2 separate regions of the Pan troglodytes genome follow, and region 2 is linked to region 1. Evidence: chromatin contacts called from public HiChIP or PLAC-seq data. All regions are on one chromosome and are shown on one strand. Each heading gives the region's core, a stretch centred on a gene start, on an enhancer-like site or on the middle of the called end of the contact. The rest is flanking DNA. Distances are from core to core; before and after follow the strand shown.

Region 1 (2,700 bases), core at 188-2,687:
TGCCTGTCAGAGTGATACAGCCCACCACTATCAGAGGACGAAACCTCCCTCACCTCCCTAAAAACCCCAGGGACTCCTGACTCAAGACACTCGCCCAGGCCCTCTCAGGATATTTTGACCACGTCAAGCTCACCTCCACTTCCAACCCCCCAACCCCTAATAAACCAAGGCCCATCAAGCATCAGGGCCTGAGACGGCCTCCCCCTAACCACCCCGGTCTCCACTCGGGACATATCCAGCCCCACCCAAAAAACAGAAAAACTCGGTGATGCAGGACTCAAGACGCTCCCCAGCCAAAAACCACCCAGGGATGTGCGGACCTAGCCACGTCCCCACCCCAGCCGCGGGAAGGTTGGTCCATTTGGCCCTGGCAGAACTCAACCCCACAGCCCAAATAAACCCCAGGACGCACGACTGGGGCCGCCCTCCGTATTCGAAAACGGGTTGACCCAGAATAATCCCGCCTGGTTCAAGACAGGCATTAGAGTTCTACGTCACTCTCGTCCCCCCGGGGGGAAAAAAGGTCCGCGGAGGTCCAGGCAAGCAGGGCCTCACCCCATCGCCTCGCCCCAATGAGCACCGCGAGCCGCGCCCCCTCCTCCAAAAACCAAATATCTCCAACCCGCACTCCCCATCGGCCACACTCTACCCCGCGTCCTAACCTACGCTCGGCCTTTCCCGACCCTCCTTTCCCCACGAGAGAGGGCATCCTGGGGCCGAGGAGCCGCGGAGGCCGCGCTCACCAGAGCCAGCGTGCCCGGGACCTCGGCCGCCGACCGACGCCAGAACTACAGTTCCCAACATCCTCGCAGGCTTCGGCTCCCATTGGCCGCCACAGAGCCACTTCTGGGCCGTGCAACGGTTACTTTTCCAGGACAGTGACCACTGCAGTGACAGCCTCTCCGTCTCTTCTTAAAATACCCATGTTGAAAACAGGTTCTGGCTCCCGAGTGAAGTCTCTGTCCCCTTGGCCCATTCTGCAAAAAAAAGACTACACTCCCCACAAGCCTCTGCGGCAGCTTCCGCAGGCGCTTCCGGAAGCTGGGGTCAACGAGAGAAGTCATTTCCGATTGGCGAATGTAGCGGGAGCAACGCGCTGTCAGGCGTGTGTTGGGTGGAGTTTACTGCACCAGACCACCTGAATTCCCTGGGCTGAGGCTCCATAGCACGCGAACTACCTTGCGTGAGCACTATGTAGATTCGACTTCGTGTTGCCTATGACACACAGGCAGGGCAAAGCCGCCTCCCAGCGTCTCAGTTGAACCCTTACCCTCAACACCAGTGCACTCCTGTGGGTGGCCTGTAGTCACCTTCCTCTTGTCGAAGTCCTCAAAGTTAGTGACAGACTCTCATCCAGTTTCTGGAGGGTGGAAGCTTCACTCAGGCTGGAGTCTGGCTCTCTGGCCTCTTATCTAAGATCCCGGTTCAGATCTGGGCTACTAGAGCCGGGCGCGGTGGCGCGCGCCTGGGATTCCTGTAACCCCGAGGGAGGCTGAGGCTGAGGCTGGAGGATGGCTTGAGCCCAGGAGTTAAATGTATATATTTTAAAACTAATAATATTTTTAAAACTGGGCTACGCTGGTACCTTCTGCAGCACGGCAATTAGGGGTTTGCAGATCAGACCTTCAGCTCATAGGAGGAGCGTTTAAATCTTAATGGCAAATACAAATTGAATTAAATTTTACTTGTTACTGAAGGGGAAATAAACCTGACCTCACGCCCTTGGAGTATTTCCATGAGAAATCTATGTGTAAGTGCTCCTTTGATATGTACCTGATACTTTTGAAAGGCTGAATAAGCACCTGCCAACTTTACAAAATAGGAATGTTTCCCCCAAAGGCCTGATGAGCCATCTCTTTGAAATGTAAACAGTGAAGAAGATAGTGCCCTTATCTCCCTGTCACCTTGGGAGTTTAGCTTAGGTGCCTAGCTCCAAACTCGTAACCGCCCGCTTGTCACAGATAAAAGTTTTATTTTTTCTTTTTGATAAAGGCAATTAACTAGTGTAGATGGCTACTCCAATTACCAGGTGAATTTAGAATGAATTATGAAAAATTGTATAGCAAACAATGTCAAATCCTCTTACAAGGGGGCAAATTACCATTAATTTTGAGGACATGTTTGTAATAGATTGTATCTGCCCAACTAGATAAAAAGTAAGATCTCTTTCTGTCTGGCATCTGATTAGCAGATTGTCTACAATGTGCTTCCCAGTCCAGTTCAATATTATTTGGTAATAAAACTGTTCTCTTTTTCTACGTTTGTGAAGGGGATTTTCTGGGTTAGCAGGAGATTTTGTTTTTATTTTCTCCAACACCTCCTTCCATCCTCTTATTTCTTTTCACCTTGCCAATATCAACCTTCTGAGACTTCTCTGTTCTCCAGTACTCAGGAGATAGAGAACATGGCCCCAAGGCCGTTATGAGCCAGGAGACAGAGAAACATTTCTTGATATTCTGTCCTGCCTTTCACAGAAAGGACCAATTCCCTTCTCTTGTCTTGGAGGCTGCCGTGTTAGTACTGGGCAGAATCTGTTACTGAAACACCAGGGGTTGGGTGTAGGTCCTGCTGGTTGCCAGTCAGAAAACCAATCACTGAGACGAGTATTGCAAGGGAAGAAGGCCTTAATTGAGTGCTGCAGCCAAGAAGATGGGAGATCAGTTTCACATCCATCTCCCTGACTGACCAAAATCAGGGGTT
Region 2 (2,700 bases), core at 78-2,577, 140 kb after region 1:
GAAGTATTAGCATTAGTATTTTCCATTACATTTTGGAATCGTCTATTTTGATGTATTCATGACGGTTAAAATAATTTAACATGCTAATGTATGGATTAACTTGGCAATTCCATTTTAAAATATTAAATGGAATAACGATTCTGACTCGTAAGTAGACATGTGTAACAGAATTCAACCACATCTGTAAACCACATTGAAATTATGAGAGTAAGATTTACCAACCATATTTTTTAGGTTTGACATATTAGATTTGTGAGTGAACTATGTACTTGGATTTTGTCAAGTAACTCAATCGCTTAACAAAATAACAATTAAATGTATAAATGCAGTTTATAGCTATACAGCATTTTAAAAAATCCCCTTCGAATGACTCTTTAAAATATACCAGGGGATACGCTACTTAAGTATAACTAGGTTTTGGATTTATAACGTTAATATTAATTATTAAAGCAAAACTCACTTCTAAAGACTCGCCTGAGTGCCCAAAAGACGCCCTCAAGGACAGGGAAGCAGCTGCGATTCACTCAGCGATCACCAGCGCCCAGAATTCAGGGCCGCTCAAGCGGAGCAGCAACACGTGGCCCAGCGAAAGGAGCTGCGTCCCGTGCAGCACAGCAACAAGAAACTGGCCTAGGAAGACGCCGGAGCGTCTTTCTTTCGCACGTTACTGCCTGCTACAGTCATTAAAAAAAAAACCAAAAACAAAAAAAATAAATAAATTAGTAGTACGAAGAAAACTGCGCGAGCTACATTCCCAGCAGGGTCTGCGCCAGAGCGCGCCGGGCACCGCTCCCGTTACGGGTGGGAGGAAAGGATGCACCGCCCACCCGGCGCCGGGGAGGCTCGTCCCCGAGTAGGGGACGGGAACGCCTGGGTCCCGGGGACGTGGGGCGCAGGGTCTGGGGCCCGAGGCCACGGACGAAGCGGGAAGCCGGCTAGGCAGCGGTCTCTGTCTGGGATGGACGCCGCGCCCCACGCGGACCTCCCGCCCCGACTTCACCCAGCTCTGCTGCCCGTAACTCATATGACAAGAACATCAGGAACCGGACTATTACCCCGAAAGGGCCTTCCCAAGTCGTTTCGCCGCCTGCAATGCCCGATCGGGGGCCGCGCGTCCCCGGCAACCACGCCCGCCCGCGCAGCTGCAGAGGCCAGAAAAGGCCTGCTCGCCCGCGCTCCGCGCCACCCAGCCCGCGCTCCGGGCGATACCACCCTGGGCGGCCCCTCCAAAGGCCGGAGATGGTGTCGTCCCCGGCCTCCGATTGGTCGGGGGGGCGGGGGCGTGGCCTCTGGAGCCTGGTTCCGCGCGCCGGAGCGCGCTAGCCGCATTGCGAGCCGAACCCGGGAGCTGGCGCCATGGTGAGGAGTGGTTGCGGGGCGCGGGCGACGCGACGGTGGGGGTTTCGGCCTGCGTTCGGGCCGCAGACAGAGCCTGGGCCTGGGCCTGGGCCTGGGCCTGCGCCTGCGCCTGCGCCTGCCCTGGGAACGGGTTCCGGCAGACGCTGAGGTTGCGTTGACGCTCGCGCCCCGGCTCCCGTTCCAGGTGCTGTTGCACGTGCTGTTTGAGCACGCGGTCGGCTACGCGCTGCTGGCGCTGAAGGAAGTGGAGGAGATCAGTCTGCTGCAGCCGCAGGTGGGTGAGATCCGTGGGCTCCTTTGGCGGCCCCGCAGACCCTCGTCGCGCGGGTCCCAGCATGCACAGCGCGCTCCCACGTGGCCGGCCGAGCGGTTCGGGGCGGGGGGGCGGACCTGGAAAGCTCTAGATCCGGGGGTCTTTACCTTGACCCATGGGTAGAATCGCTCTAGCAATTAGAAATAAGCCTCCCGGATGCCGCCCCCGTACGATTAAAGCAGAAGCTGGGATGTGGGGCCCAGGTATCAGCATATTTTAAGAGCTTCCAAGGCTGGGAACCGCTGCTTTACTGCGCCGCAGAAGCAGGAGGGAGGGAAGGAAACCACTTAGCCTCTTTCTCCCCCCAGGTGGAGGAGTCCGTGCTCAACCTGGGCAAATTCCACAACATCGTTCGTCTGGTGGCCTTTTGTCCCTTTGCCTCATCCCAGGTTGCCTTGGAAAATGCCAACGCCGTGTCTGAAGGTAAGTCGGCCACCGCCAAGTATCACAGAGAGATGTGGTCCCTTTCGGAATCCTCTCGGGCAGCCTGTGATAGTATTTGCCGTCCTTGGCTGGCTCTGAGTCTGATAGGCGTGAGGCAGTATTGAGACATACAATGTGTAATTTGAAATAATTGTCTTCACAGAGCTCAAGGTCTGGGAACTGCGCTAGACCAAACTGTTTAAGCAGACGATGTGGGATGTGTGTTAACGTTTCCTTGTGGGCACTGTAGTGACAAACTATTTTTTATTTTTATTTTTTTTTTTGAGATGGAGTCTGTCCCCCAGGCTGGAGTGCAGTGGCAAGATCTGGGCTCACCGCAACCTCTGCCTCCCTGGTTCAGGCGATTCTCCTGCCTCAGCCTCCCGAGTAACTGGGATTACAAGCCTGTGCCAGCCACCACACCCGGCTAATTTTGTATTTTTGGTAGAGACGGGGTTTCACCATGTTGGCCAGGCTAGTCTCCATCTCCTGACCTCGTGATCCGCCCGCCTCGGCCTCCCAAGGTGCTGAGATTACAGGCGCGAGCGACGGTGCCCGGCCGACAAAGGGGGGTTTCTTAAAAGGGGGTCGGCTTGACACCTACT

The links. HiChIP or PLAC-seq counts read pairs in DNA pulled down with a chosen protein or histone mark.
Region 2: an H3K4me3 HiChIP or PLAC-seq map of stem cell-derived excitatory neurons shows a contact between it and region 1, with 3 times the contacts expected there. The contact joins the promoter of NOP56 here to the promoter of ZNF343 in region 1. A contact is called at or near these places in 2 of 7 Hi-C or Micro-C datasets (blood and stem cell-derived neural progenitor cells) and 1 of 1 datasets of contacts at active chromatin or transcription factors (stem cell-derived excitatory neurons).

What each region holds. Positions count from the first base shown.
Region 1 is chr21:9,139,459-9,142,158 of NHGRI_mPanTro3-v2.0_pri, forward strand. ZNF343 (zinc finger protein 343) reads right to left here and starts at 1,438. Exons shown (of 6, transcript XM_003316816.6): 1 at 744-1,438. It overlaps SNRPB (small nuclear ribonucleoprotein polypeptides B and B1), which reads right to left and starts at 989. Exons shown (of 11, transcript NM_001280532.1): 1 at 744-989.
Region 2 is chr21:9,283,982-9,286,681 of NHGRI_mPanTro3-v2.0_pri, forward strand. NOP56 (NOP56 ribonucleoprotein) reads left to right here and starts at 1,328. Exons shown (of 12, transcript NM_001244674.3): 1 at 1,328-1,359; 2 at 1,544-1,633; 3 at 1,981-2,095. The coding sequence starts at 1,357. MIR1292 (microRNA mir-1292) reads left to right here and starts at 1,480; the gene lies at 1,480-1,544.